4 separate regions of the Sus scrofa genome follow, and all the other regions are linked to region 1. A link is a contact called in public HiChIP or PLAC-seq data. All regions are on one chromosome and are shown on one strand. Each heading gives the region's core, a stretch centred on a gene start, on an enhancer-like site or on the middle of the called end of the contact. The rest is flanking DNA. Distances are from core to core; before and after follow the strand shown. Region 1 has its middle 170 kb from the start of LY86. Region 2 overlaps RREB1 (ras-responsive element-binding protein 1). Region 3 overlaps RREB1 (ras-responsive element-binding protein 1). Region 4 overlaps RREB1 (ras-responsive element-binding protein 1).

Region 1 (3,333 bases), core at 65-2,564:
TCATTGCTCAGGCTGGGAGAGTCCCTGGCAAATGGGACGGCTGGTCAGCCCAGTCATTCATGACATCCAGGACCTCAGAAGTGGCTCAGAAACCAAAGTGACCCTTTTGGGGAAGCTACTTAACTTCTCTGAGCCTCAGTTTCCTCATCTGTAAGATGGGCATAGACCTCACAAGAAAAGGATCAAACGCACGGAGCACTCCTCCAGCAGTGCCCGTCGCCCTGTGAGCCTCTCAGATGTCACCGTCAGGCCCTGGAGGGGCTCTGGGCCCCGAACCATCGGCCCCCGGGGGCAACCCCACCCACTGCCAGCCGCAGCCCCCGCTGCTCACAGAGCCTCAGAGCCTCATCTGTCCAGCCGGTTCGGGGCGGGGGAGGCTAATGCAGTGACAGAACCTTGCTTTTCGGGTCCAGACCCTCAGGCCCCCTCCCCTCTGCGAGTTCACCCTCTCCCAGTCTTGGGGAAGAAGAAAAAGAAGAAGGAGCCAGCTGGCTCAGAAGACTTTGCCTGGACTCCGCTGACCAGGCCTTGCGGGTAAAGGCGGCATAATTTCTGTGTCAAAGGAAGCGATCCGGATGTTAAGACTCAGACCGGCTGGAAAACCCCAGACCCTCCGTTCCTCACCACCAGACAAGGAAGTCTCAGCTGATCAATGGTGGAAGGTTCTCGGTGAGGGAGGCAGGGATGGGCAGGCCAAGAAAAGAAGTGACAGAAGCGTCCCGGCCTCGGGGCCTCAGCGCAGGGTCTGAAAGGCTGATGGCCAGCGCACCTGTTCCCCCCGTGATGTCTACAGGCATGGGGTGAGGTGGGCAGGCATTGTCCTTTGGTTGGTAGAGGGCACACAACCCAGCATCTCCTATAGAACATCAGGGGCCCCCATCTCACTTATGGTGACCTCTGAACCCAGCTGGGGTCAGAGCAAAGTCCAAGCCACACCTGGATCCTGCTGCCCCGCTGCCGGGGCCCAGGGTGTGTTCCTGGCTTCCCCTCCCAGGCCCTGCCTGTCTGGCCCCACGGAAGAGGAACCGTGGTCTCAAAGCCTTTACATGAAGGTCAGTGGCTCGGATGTTGCTATTTTTTAATGTTTATTGAATGCCCAAGGCATGTGAGCCCGGGGAGAGAGCAGGGGTGCACAGAGTGGGAGGGGCGGGGGGGGGGGGGGGGAACGCTCTGCAGATAAACACATGTGTGCATTCCAGAGCTCTGAGGGAAGGTACCCCAGCCCCCTGCGGGAGCGGCCTTGCCCACACTGTCACCTTCAGGGCCGTTCCAGAAGTTTCCACTCCAGGGCTTGGCGACAGGAGGAGCCAGAGCCTGAGGACCTCCTGGCTGCCTCTGCGGTTCAGCCACCAGCCCCAGCCTGCCGCCACTCCCCCTGCCTTGCTCTGCTCCCAGGCCTCTCCTGGCTCCCTTCACTGCGGGCGCTCAATAAAGAACAGCTGGAGGCAGGGGGCGGCCCTCCGTGGTCTTCCCAGGCGCCCTAATCTGGGACTCCACCTGTTCTTCCCCCAGGCTACGGGGTGGGGATTTAGTTTGAGTCAGGAGGAAAAGCCATCACCTTTGGGAGAGGCCTGGGGGTGCAGGGGGAGGGGCCGGCAGAGCTAGGGGTGCAGGGACCAGCCTGGAGAGATGCCGTCCTGGGTTTCCACGCCTTGAACCTTCCAGCTCACCTCTCCACCTGCCCCAGGGGTGCACTCACCTCCTGGGCACAAGGGAAACACACCCGGGGGCGGGGAGGAGCTGGCAGCCCCCGAGCTTTCTGGTGTATAGACTAACGGCTCTGGGTTCACACGCCGCTCTACCCCGACCTGGGTCAAGTCACTTCTCCTCTGCATCTTCGTTTTTTCACCTGGAAAGTACAGGGCTGGGGTGGGAAGGCTTTGCACCGCTCCTTCCAGCTCCCGGATTCAGCCACGTGGGCGGCGGAGGAGGGTGTGACGGGAGGGCCGCCGGCGGGAGCCTCCCGTGAGAAACGCTCGCTCAGGTCTCATTACTCATCTCGCGAGGCCACATCCCCTGGGTTGGGCACCGAGGCCCCACCCCCCAGGCCTTCATCCTTCACTTGCCAGTGACTCACGGCCCTGGGGACAGGGCATCATGAGCGCCCCTGCCAGCCAGCGCCCCGCGCCCCATCCCCAGGAGCCGCTGCTGGGAGCTGCCGGGCCGTCAGCTGTTCCTGAGCCACAGATGCTCCTTGAGTTACCAACCCGAGAGGACATGGAAAATGAAACAGGAGATGCGGTGAGCGGGGCCAGAGGGCTCCCGGGCGGCTGTGGAAAGACGGCCCAGCCAGAGTGACCGCGTTCTGTATTGGTTCTCTCGGGAAGACTTATATGGTTAGGAAAAGAGCCTCTTCCCATCACAAGACACAGCCCTGCTTTTCCGCAGCTCCACCAAAGCACCACCCCACCAACTGCAGACGTTGCCAGGCCCCAGAAGTGCCTGACAATGGCATGTCAGCGTCACAGCTATTTTTCCCCAAGCGCCTCACAGGAGGTGGGGAGCAGAGCCGCAGCGAGGCCCCCCCACGGCAGGGGAGTGTTCCCAGGGCCACCCAGCCGGCCACTCAGCAAGCAGGTGGCCTTCCTGGAGCCCAAGCCATGCGGCCTCTGCCCAGGGAAGCAGTCAGGGCAGCCGGGCCTGGGATATTTTCAGAAACATAGGGAATTAGGTCCCCCCCTCCGCCACAGCCCCAAGCATTCCCACCACTCTGGACATGGGGGAGCAGCCGGGCGGTGAGACGGCGCCCGGGGAGGGGGGGGAAATCTGGCCCATTGGACCTGAAGTCACGTGGCCGCAGCTAAAAGCCTGCTGCTGCCCAGCGCTGGGGCTGACAGCCCTGGCCTGGATGCGCTGGGGAATGGGTTTCGCGAGGTTGGATCGAGTGGCTGCTTTCCTGGAAGCCGGGCTTCTGGTTGCTAAGGCTGATAAGGCGGGCGGGGAAATGCTACCCCTGGCGCTCCTGGGAAAACACTTTGACATTGAAGAAGAGCTGGGACATGTTAACGGCTGAGAAAAAACAGCGCAGGCCCGGCTCAGCGGCTGCCCGACCAGCCCTGCGGAGGCTCCGATTAGCAAGTCAGGGCAGCAGCCAATCCGACGGGGCGGGCTCTGGAGGCTGCAGGACAGAGGTCCCCAAGGTCACACCACCCAACAGGGCCCCAGTGCGCCCTGTCTTCCGCCAGGTCCCCCAGGAGCGGCCCCCACTCTGGTGGCGTGGCCATGCACTGCATGGGCAGTCAGCTGCCCGGGGACGTGACCCCAGGCTCCAGCCCCTGGACACTGGACATGCGCCGATGCCCCAGGACCCCAGGCTGCTGCTAAGGAGAACGA
Region 2 (3,356 bases), core at 96-2,595, 270 kb after region 1:
TCACTCCTATCAGGTTTAGTACAGTTCATGCGCAGGTTTCAGTAAACATTAACTACTTTTATCAGGGTTGGCAGTGTGCTGAATGGCTAGCAGAGTGTACTGCAAGAGACAGAGGAAAATGAGAGTCCAAGGTCACATGGATGTTGAATTTTTACTTTTATTATTTTTTTATTATTTTTTTGTCTTTTTAGGGCCTCACCCGTGGCATATGGAGGTTCCAGGCTAGGGGGTTATTTGGAGCTGAAGCCACCAACCTACAGCACAGCCACAGCGTCAGATCCGAGCCCCATCTGCGACCTATGCCACAGCTCACAGCAACGCCGGATACTAAATTTTTAGAAATTACTGAGAATTTAGGGAAAAGACATCAAGTTTCCACTTTGAGTATCCTCTCTCTCTTCAGTTTATGCAAGCCTAAGACAAGGCCACTTTGACCTTTCTGTGTCCTAGGGTTAAAAGAGATTTTTCAATGCTTTCCCCGAATGGCAAGGCAAGGGATTTTAAAACATTGTTTTCTTTCATTTCATTAAAAAAAAAAAATTCTCGGGACTGCCCTCTAGGACGAAAGGTTCTCAAGGTCCCAGCAAAAAAGTCCTGGAGCATACGTTGTGATAATTCTGAAGATGTCTGATCTTACAGGGATTTCCTTTCTTCCCCTTTTCTTAAAGATTCTTTAGGATTTTGTCCTCTGATCACTAATTTCGTTTCCAGAGTTAGCACAGTTAAGTCAGCTAGAATGAAATACAGAGTAAACATGCTGGTCTCAGAAATCATGTAAGATTCCAAAATCTTCGCCTGTGTCTCCTTCCCAAAAATAGGAATGTGATTTGTGCCTCTTTTTACTGAAAAGGATCTGCATGTTGTTAAGACGCTAAGAATTAGCCTCTTCCTGCCCGTCCCTGCAGGCTGCCCCTGGGCATCGGTGCGAACTCCAGCAGAGCTGCGGAGCGCGCACTGCTCCCCCCCGGGGGTCGTGTCCCCTCCCTGGAGCCGTCTCGAGGCGGTCAGGATGTGTTGCGGTCCTGGGCTCCCGGCGGCCCAGGGGAGGGGCCTGGGAGGACGCGGCGGAAGGCGGCCGGGTGGCCGGCCCTCCTCGGGCCGCGGAGCCTTCCCGCTCCGGCCGTCTAAGCAGAAGCGCGTCCGCACAGCAGACAGCACGGCGGCCGTCGTCCCGGGACTCGCCCGTGCCCGTCGCGCCGCGGCGGCCAGTGGGACGCCGGCGGACGACGGCTGGGCGGCGGGGTCGCGAGGCGCTGGTCCAGCCCGGGCCTCCGCGCCCCCCGCCCACCTCGGCGCCCGCGCGGGGCCGCCCGCTGAGCGGGCGGCGGGGCCGTCAGTCAGAGCGGCGGGCGCCGATTGGCCGGCCGGGCGGCAGGGGCGGGGCGGAGGCGGGGCTCGGGCCGCCTTCCGTGGGCCGCTCCGGCGTCGCTTCCACGAAGACCTTGAGGCGCTCCCTCGGCCGGCGGCGGCCGGGCGGCGATGTCGCGAAGGGCCGGAGCCTTCGAAGAGCCCGTTTAGTAACCGAGCTCGTTGTTAAGAACTGGATTCCTCGCAGGCAGAGATTAGAAAATGTGTGCGCCCCGAGTGAAGCCCTCGCTTCCTTCCTTTTTTTGGCGTCCGTTTGAGGCCATTTAGCCTGAGACCACTTTTCAGTTTCCAGAAGTTTTGCGTAGGCGTGAGCGTGCCCACTCGCGTTTTGTAGTAATTGCCCGGGTGGCGTACCTGCCGGTTACCGTTTTAATGAGAACGGCGTGTGGCTGAAAAAGTGTCCGCAGAGCCCTTTGGAGGAGGAGGAGGAGGAAGGGGGAGGAGGATGAAGAGGAGGAGGAGGAGGAGGAGGACGAGGAGGAGGGATGCAGCCGTTGGCGGGAAGCCGGGTTGCTGGGGGAAGGACGGGGGCAGCTTCTGCAGGCCTGGGCCTGGTCTCTTCCTTTTCTGCAGAATGTTGGGCAGCTGTTGTGTGTTTCCCATGTGACCCACCTTCTGTGGATGGAGCCCCGGGGGCAGCGCCATCGCGGCTTCCAGTTTTAAATCCCCCCTCCCAGCAGTGCTGGGGGCAGACTCCCGGCCCCTGTCCCCAACCCTCCCCCCACCCCCCAGGGGCGTGTGGTCACGTAGTGATGAATCCATTGCGCTGGGGCACTGTCTCCATGCTCTGCTTCAGGCCCTGGAGCTTTTGGCTCCTGGGGCCAAAGGCCACCTGCCACCAGGCGCCCGGCTGAGTATGCCCTGTGTCCCCCACAGGCCCTGCTCTGAGCTGGCACAGTGGGCGTGCGGGAGGCCCCTGCCTGTGCCTCTGTGCCATCCTGTGGCCGGCTCACCCACCCAGAGCACTGTCACCTGCACCTGGGAGCCTTGGTCCCTCCTGCATGAGCAGCTTTGTACCCAGACCGCTTCAGGTGAGCCCGCCACTCTGTGACTTGTCTCATTTTTGGTGTGTTTTCTCGTGATCACTTTTCACTGCGCTGCAGCATCCAAAACAGTGATTAAGACAAGGGGTTTCAAATTCAGGAGGTCTGTTGTGAGACTGGGGCTTGTCAGTCTGAAAAAGCTTCCCTGGTAATTCTAACACACACCCTTATAAAGCTTTCAAAATTGTATTTATAAACGTGGTACTTGTACCTTTATGTCTGATGAGACGGACAAATACATTTGAGCCACTGGGATATGTTTTTTTTAAGTAGAGTTAGAAAATGATTCACGAACCTTGAAGTTCTCCTGATGGTTGCTTGCTGCAACCCTGAGTTTCCTGTTAAGCGAGGTATTGTCCAGGTACTAGACCCCTGATAGGCCCGCTGCACCGGCAGGTGTAAATGCCACTAATTAATTTTTTAAGAAGTTGGCTCTCTGACAGAATTATCAGGGATGCTGAGTAGCTGGTACCAGATGTTTCTTTTGTTAAGGCCGAGGAGAGGTTATGTCACAGGTAATGCAGCAACGGACGTTTAATCTCTTGGTCTGAGGCTCTGGATTTGGGGATGCCGAATATGTTGTTTCAAGGGTGGGGGAGGACGTTCCTTCTGGTGTCTGCTGGCTCTCCCCCCACCCTACCCCACCCCACCCCCACAGCTCCTGCGGTATTATCTTCTGTAGAGGTGTTTCCTCAATTATCATCAGGCCCAGCTCTTGTTAGAAAGAGGGTAGATGCTACTCGGGCCTCTTTATCTAGACCCTCTGGCTCACCATTTTGCCACAGCTGAAGAGACAGCCTGTGCTTCTAACTGAATTCGGCCTTTTTTTCACTCCTTACTGGGAAACAACAGGAAAGTCGGCCGCTCATCATTTCGTGTGCAGACTTTACAGCCTCTGAGCAGCCTCTGCTCTCGCAGTTGATGAATGCACCATTTGTTGTGTGG
Region 3 (3,233 bases), core at 115-2,614, 340 kb after region 1:
TGGCTTCTGGATGAAAGGAGATCAGGTAATAAATAATTTTTAAATTGTTTCAGTTAAATTATTTCAATAATTTAAAAATTATTTCAGTTAAACTGCATCTGGCAAATGAATGAACGCTTGTTGTGCGCCAGGCGCTTGACCAGACTTAAGAGAAAAGCAGTGACGGTGGAGACAGGGCCCCTTAAGGGCCGTCAGAAAACAGTGAGTGAGCCATTCTCGCGGAGTGAAGGGGGTCAGGCTGAGGCCAGGTGGGCCGGTGGCCTGCTGTCCAAGCTTGGCTGGCAGGCCGAAAGCTGCCCTTGGCATTTTACCCCCGATGCCGTGGCGCCCCCATGTGCTTGCCCGGCTCAGGGCCTCTGCCCCATCCGACGGGATCCTGGATGTTTGTGAGACAGACACCCCTAAATCTGCAGTGGGAGTTCGTGCCAGGGGAACCTGGTGGGCTCTGCAGGGGCAGCTCCCTGTGCCGCCAGGGTGGGGGAGAGGTGCCAGAACCTTCTTCCTCTGGAGTCTCCGGTGCTCCGAGGAGTGTTCGGCTCCCTTCACTGCACCCCGCTGCCTCTGCCCCGCCCCCGCCCGTCATCTGCAGGGGACCCTAACAGAGATTCCCATGGCGCTGGTCCCGTGCTTGTTAAATGTCAACCTAAAAATAGGGAGAGGGCATGACAAAATCCTCGTCAGCATCTCAAATTTAAGAGTCCCTGGGTCTCCAAGGCTCAGCCAGGTGGAGCAGATTGGAAACGATGCTGGGGGCTGAGCGAGGGGAGGGCATGTGCCCTTCCGTAGCCGGAAGCCGGAGGCACCTTGGGCAGGGTTGCCCCCTCCCTATCCTGCCCACGGCCCCTCCGAGACTCGGCTCCTGGGCTCCCGCCAGCCCACCCGCAGAGCAGCCCCTGGACCTGCCCCGCTTCACACCACGCCGCTTCGGTGGAACAGCCCGGGCAGGGCGTCAGGACGCGGTGTGCAGCCCGGCGGATTCCTGGGCGTGGGGAGGGCAGGCCGCTGCGGGCCAGGGCCCTGTCACAGGGCCATCACTGTTGCTCCTGGCAACTGGGAGAGATTAGTGCAGCTGCTGGATGTCAGTTCTCTGGCTGGGCCTGGAGGGAGGGCAGGGGTGGGCAGGGGGAGAGGAATGTCTGAACTGGGTGGGGCCCCGACCAGAGGTTGTTTGCACTCACCCCTCCTTGCCTCTGGAGACAGAACAGGGAAAACGAAGCATGAAATCCCTTTAAAAAAGGAATGTCAGTCCCTCGGTTAAAACGCTATAATGAGTAAGAAATTCAGTCTCCTGAGGAAGTAGTCAGGGTGCCTGCCGCCTTCTTAGCTTCTGAGGACAGGGCCAGAGTGCTACAAAGACGGCAGGCCTCGAGGATGTGACACGGGCGTGGCAGGAGCTGGGCTGCCCGCAGCACTGGTCCTCTGAAGGACAGCCCAGCGGTGGAGGGAGGGCAGCCAGCTCCAGCCTTGCCTGAGCCTGGCATCTCCGTGACCCTGGGCTCCGTCCCCCCACCTGGAAGATGGGCGTGGGGACGCGTGAGGATGAAGGGCATGCCCCAGTCCTCCGACTGTGACAAACACTCCGTGAACCTTTCCCTGATGCTGTTATTTGAACGTGGGTCTTGTTTAGTGTGTTCAGCCTTGCAACACTTAAGTTAGGGGTTCGTGTCCCTCGCTGGGAACCCCTTCCAGTGAAACGGAGAAGGAACTGGGTGCTCTTCCCGTGGCAGAACTTGGGAACGGGTCGGCCCTTAGTCCCTGTTATAAGGCGGCACTCCTACTTCCGCTTTCGTAAAGATGGGGTAACTGAATGGCTGTTTAGACGTGGGTTGACTCCTGCCTCCCAGAGGCTGGGATCCCGGCTGTGCGGAAACCCAGACCTCCCGAAGCCTGGCAGCACCTGACACCTTTACACGCTGGGACGGCAGGTCCTCTCCCTTAGCTTGTGGGGAAAGCTGAGATTCTGAAGAAGTGTTTCCTGAGATTTGGAACTTGCCACAGCAGTCTTTCAGAAGTGCGTTTAGCATAATGAAACAGAGCAGTTTTCTTTAACCCTTTCTCGGTGACAGGATCGTGTGCCTGGCCCTCAGCTTGACAGGAGGATGTGAAAATCAGGCGCCCCAGGGAGCAGGGGGTCTCTTTGGATTGCTCTTCAGCGTTTTACCTTGTTCTGGAGGGTCAGGACCCCCAGATGAGCCCAGGGGCACTGTAGCAACCTGGGGGGAGCTACGCCCAGAACTGTGGACCCTCAAGGTTTAAAATATTTTTTCTCTCAGATTTTTGGTGGCCTTGTTTTCTGTCTCTGTAGGTCACCCGCTGGCGACTCCGCCTCCACCTTTCTCTTGGCCTGACTCGCAGTCTGTGTGCGCGGTCACCACCCGTCGCAGGTCCTCGGCACGGTTATTGGGGAAACCGCTCCATTTGTGGTTACCCGTTCCTTGTTTCCTGGCCGGGGCCGGTTAAGTCACTGTCAGCCCTGCTGGGAGTTGCCCCGCGGACGGCTTCTTCCTCCGCCCTCGTCCCTGCAGAGTGCCCACGCCACGCCACAATCGCCACGCCACAATCGTGTGTTTATCACACCACGTTTCTACCCCAGCCCAGAGCCATGAGCTGTCCTCTAAAAATTAGTAACAAGGCCGGACGGAGTGTCCCTTACAGGCACGTGATGCAAAAGGACGGCTCTGCGGCGTCCATCCCCACGGGGCGGGCCCTGGTTCAGGGACTTGAAGAGCCTAACTTTTGGGGTTTTTTGAGAACTGGCCATGGATCTGGGCACAAACAAGAACATCATCCATTTGCATTAAAGTCCTTGGAGACCGAAAGGACCAACCCCCAGCCAACAAACGGAGTGGTTCCTGGACCTCCCGGAGCCGGCTGGGCCCAGCCCTGGCCTCACTCAGTGGGTTGAGGATCTGGCGTTGCCCTGGCTGTGGTGTGGGCCGGCAGCTGCAGCTCTGATTGACCCCCAGCCTGGGAACCTCCATGGCCCTAAAAAGAAAAAAAAAGTATATAAGCCAGTGAAATATTACTTTTTGTTTTGTTTTGTTTTAAGAAAGAATAGTCTCTGTGAAACTGAGTTGGGCAGACTTGTGTATAATCCTGATTGGTTTGGTTTGTTTTTTTAGTGGCTGTGAAATTCAGGGGGAGCAAGACCCCTGTGAACAGTCGAGAGAAATAACCATAAGGACGTAGGATGCTGTTGTAGTTTGGTTTGCAAAAAACCTAAGTTCTTGCTC
Region 4 (3,144 bases), core at 537-3,036, 300 kb after region 1:
CCGCGTGGAGGCCGCTCGTCACTGCAAAGTGTGTACCTGGGACTTGGTCCCATTTCCTCCCTCCAGAGAAGCCGGGAGCCCCGCAGAGGGATGCAGGAATGGTACCCCAGGGTGGCTTCATCCAGCCTGTGCCAGACGACCGCCCCACCTCTCCACACTTCCTCTTTGAAAGAGCAGCTGTCCTCTGACTCACGTAGCTCGGTTTGGTGGACAAGGACCCCTGCCTCCCGCAGAAGTTGTGTGTAATGGAGCAGTGCCACCCCCCACCCCCCGGTCTTTATTTGGAGAGGAGAGACGGCCCTTTGGCCCGGAGCTGCCCTTCCCGCCACACTTTACTCCATGTGGACGTGTGCCTTCACCTGAAGGCCATGCACACTCTTTCTGAAGGGTGGCATCGGTGGCCTGTGTTACTCCTGGTGTCCCGGGGGGGGGGGGGGGGCCGGGCTGGGGCCCTGAACCTGGGCAGAAGGGGCAGCCGCTCAAGGCCAGTCCGTTTTCCTTCCTCCACCATGGGTCTCATTAAGAGAGAAACACAGGAACCGGTGAGGCCTTGGGATGCCCTGGGGTTGCCTTCTGGCACAGTGGACAGTTACTGCCAGGAGGGAGACCCAGAGGGTGTCCAGGGCCGCCGGGAATCCTGGCCAAGGGGCTCACCTTTGGGGACCATCCCACAGCACCCTGGAGCGGACAAGCTTGGTGAACGGCGTGGCTCTGGGTGTGGGGGGGTCTTTGAGGGTCCAGAGCTGCGGGGGGGCCCAGGCTGAGCGGCTCTGCCTGTGCACTGTGGCCCCGGCCCCGTCCTCGCGTCCCACGCATCCTGGTTCCTGGGGGAGCTAGACTAGGCCCCGTGTGGATGGCGCCCTCTCCCGCCACCCCCGCCCTTACTTACTTGACTCTTTTATTATTTCTTTGCAGTAGGTAAAGCTAAAGTTAGACCTGGGATCTGAGGCTCTGCTCCAGAGACTGACTTTTGCTCCGGGGGGCGGGGTGGTGATAAGGAGTGATTTCATTCAGATCCTCATAGCAGGAAGGTTTCTCAGGCCTCCCTTGCTTTGGCGTCACCCTTCTTCCAGAATTCCGCGCACAGCGCCTGTTCCCTTTGGTGAGAGCCAACGCACAGACTGCAGGGCTCGACCCAGAGGGGTTTCTTTCGCATTAGTTCTGGGTGGCGCCTGGAAACCTTCATTTCTTCCTGCAGGTGTAGTTGACCTGTGTCAGTTTAAGGTGTTGGTTGAATGACTGGCTTATTGGGAGTCGGCATTTCTAACCAGGGTCCAAGATGCTGCTGGGTGGGGACTCGGGGTGGCTGTGTTGGAGGGAGGGTCAGCGGTAGCTAGCGTCTCAGTGACCAGACGGGACTGTCGATCTCCTTGGGGAGGTGACCTGCGTGGTTCTTCCGCGCACTCCCCACCGGCTGTGCCCCCCCTCCTGCCCCAGCACTTACACACGCCCGTCCCTTTGGAATTCCAGGGCCCAGGCGTGTGGGCTCCAGGGTTGTATTTGGTGGGCAGCCTGGTGTACTCGGGTCGCTTCTGAGCTGGAGGTTGCGCTGGTGGGTCACTTGGACCTGGCCCCTTGGACAGGACTGGGCAGGGTTTCAGGATTCGGGGTTTCAAGCGCCTGGTGCCTTCTTCCCGTCACTGCTGAGCGAAGACCAGGGTGTGCAGTGGCATTCCTGTCCCTTTGCGCAGCGGGGTTGGGCGTGGCCACCGGCTCCGGGCAGCAAACTTGTTAGTTGGCAGTGGACTCAGCCCTGCTCCTGCCCGAGAGGAAGGCAGAGGAGAAGGTGGGAGCAGGGAGTCCTTTTTCCTGCCTAGAAACAGGCGGAAACGGGAGGCCAGGCGCTGAGCAGTCTGGAGGGGCCGAGATGACTCAGAAGATGGTGAGCAGTCAGAGAACGTGACTGATGGAGAGCATCTGCCTTCTCCAGCCCTGTGCCAGGAGGCGGGAATTTTGTCCAAAAGAAACAGCGTTTAGATCAGATCCACTTTGCTCTGCCACCGTGACCTTGAGGCCTACACAAGGGGACTGGCCCTCCCAGGGCTGTGGTTACGAGGACTGAACGAGGTGCTGAGCTGAGCGCGTGCTGAGCGTTATTTAGAAAGCCGTGGCCGCTGTCACCAGTAGTCTGGGCCCTAGTCTTTCAGTCTTAGTGTTAGTTTTAGTGTCCTAGTGTCTCCGAGTCAGGGTTTGGAACAGGGAGCCTCCAGCCAGTGGGGGCATCCTGGGAAAAGTGGCCCATGAGGGTTGGGGTTCGGGGACCAGTGCAGGTGTGTGTTCTGGGGGAAGAAACTCAGTGGCGAGTGTGGGGACTTGTCGTCCTGAGAGTCAGGAAGTAAACTGAGGCCAGAGCAGGGAAGAGCTTTGAACAGCAGGTAAAGATCACCATTGAAAGGGGGCGTGTTGGGAGTTCCGTTACGGCTCACTAGGTTACAAACCCGACTATTACCCTTGAGGATGCAGGTTCGATTCCTGGCCTTGCTCAGTGGGTGAAGGATCTGGCGTTGCCGTGAGCTGTGGTGTAGGTCTATGGCTGCGCTCTGATTTAATCCCAGCCTGGGAACTTCGTAGGCTGCAGGTGCAGCCCTCCAAAGAAAAAGGTGGGGGGCATGTCGCGGGGACAGAGGTCAACAGACAACCGAAGGCGTGAGCGCATACACGGCCTTGGGACCCAGGGTGGCTGCCGCCCTCCCCGCTTTGCTGTCTTGAACCTGGGCTGTGTACCTGGGGTGCATCTCCCCCTCCACCCCTTGGTAGCCCCTCCTCACCCAAGGGGGAGCATCCGGAACTGGCTGGAGCAGCTCACGGGCTGGCCGACCACGCTGGGCCTGCTCGAATGCTCTACGTGACACTCCAAGGCTCCCTCTGACCAAAGCCCGTGCCAGCGAGGGGGAGGGGGCCGCATGAGTTGCTGCCCGACCCAAGGCATAGACTGAACCCTCAGCCAAGAAACACATCAACTTCCTGGAACTCAGAGCCGTCATCACAGCTGTCGGCCTTCAGAGCACACGCGAGGCCGTCCTGGTTTAGAGGAGACAGTTTTGCCCCGAGCTTTGTAGGCATGGCTATGGTGCCACAGCCAGTCTGGTTGGGTCTCCTCCCCGGCCCAGCCGGGACTTCCTGCCTCAGAGAGATGTGCTTGCT

Evidence for each region. HiChIP or PLAC-seq counts read pairs in DNA pulled down with a chosen protein or histone mark.
Region 2: a contact with region 1 is called in an H3K27ac HiChIP or PLAC-seq map of skeletal muscle. The contact joins two enhancer-like sites. A contact is called at or near these places in 2 of 2 datasets of contacts at active chromatin or transcription factors (alveolar macrophages and skeletal muscle).
Region 3: a contact with region 1 is called in an H3K27ac HiChIP or PLAC-seq map of skeletal muscle. The contact joins two enhancer-like sites. A contact is called at or near these places in 2 of 47 Hi-C or Micro-C datasets (heart right ventricle and skeletal muscle) and 1 of 2 datasets of contacts at active chromatin or transcription factors (skeletal muscle).
Region 4: an H3K27ac HiChIP or PLAC-seq map of skeletal muscle shows a contact between it and region 1. The contact joins two enhancer-like sites. A contact is called at or near these places in 2 of 2 datasets of contacts at active chromatin or transcription factors (alveolar macrophages and skeletal muscle).

Annotation. Positions count from the first base shown.
Region 1 is chr7:4,271,812-4,275,144 of Sscrofa11.1, forward strand. No RefSeq gene overlaps it. Among named protein-coding and RNA genes, the nearest start is that of LY86, 170 kb to the left of the region's middle. Within about 2 kb of position 1,315, at least 44 of the 83 cell types and tissues checked have an H3K27ac peak or open chromatin away from gene starts, as enhancers often do. A contact at or near this core is called in skeletal muscle, where this site is marked.
Region 2 is chr7:4,541,841-4,545,196 of Sscrofa11.1, forward strand. The region is part of intron 1 of RREB1 (ras-responsive element-binding protein 1); the gene reads left to right. Among named protein-coding and RNA genes, the nearest start is that of RREB1, 31 kb to the left of the region's middle. Within about 2 kb of position 1,346, at least 67 of the 83 cell types and tissues checked have an H3K27ac peak or open chromatin away from gene starts, as enhancers often do. A contact at or near this core is called in skeletal muscle, where this site is marked.
Region 3 is chr7:4,611,982-4,615,214 of Sscrofa11.1, forward strand. The region is part of intron 8 of RREB1 (ras-responsive element-binding protein 1); the gene reads left to right. Among named protein-coding and RNA genes, the nearest start is that of SSR1, 72 kb to the right of the region's middle. Within about 2 kb of position 1,365, at least 31 of the 83 cell types and tissues checked have an H3K27ac peak or open chromatin away from gene starts, as enhancers often do. A contact at or near this core is called in skeletal muscle, where this site is marked.
Region 4 is chr7:4,567,480-4,570,623 of Sscrofa11.1, forward strand. All of the region lies in intron 1 of RREB1 (ras-responsive element-binding protein 1), which reads left to right. Among named protein-coding and RNA genes, the nearest start is that of RREB1, 57 kb to the left of the region's middle. Within about 2 kb of position 1,787, at least 32 of the 83 cell types and tissues checked have an H3K27ac peak or open chromatin away from gene starts, as enhancers often do. A contact at or near this core is called in skeletal muscle, where this site is marked.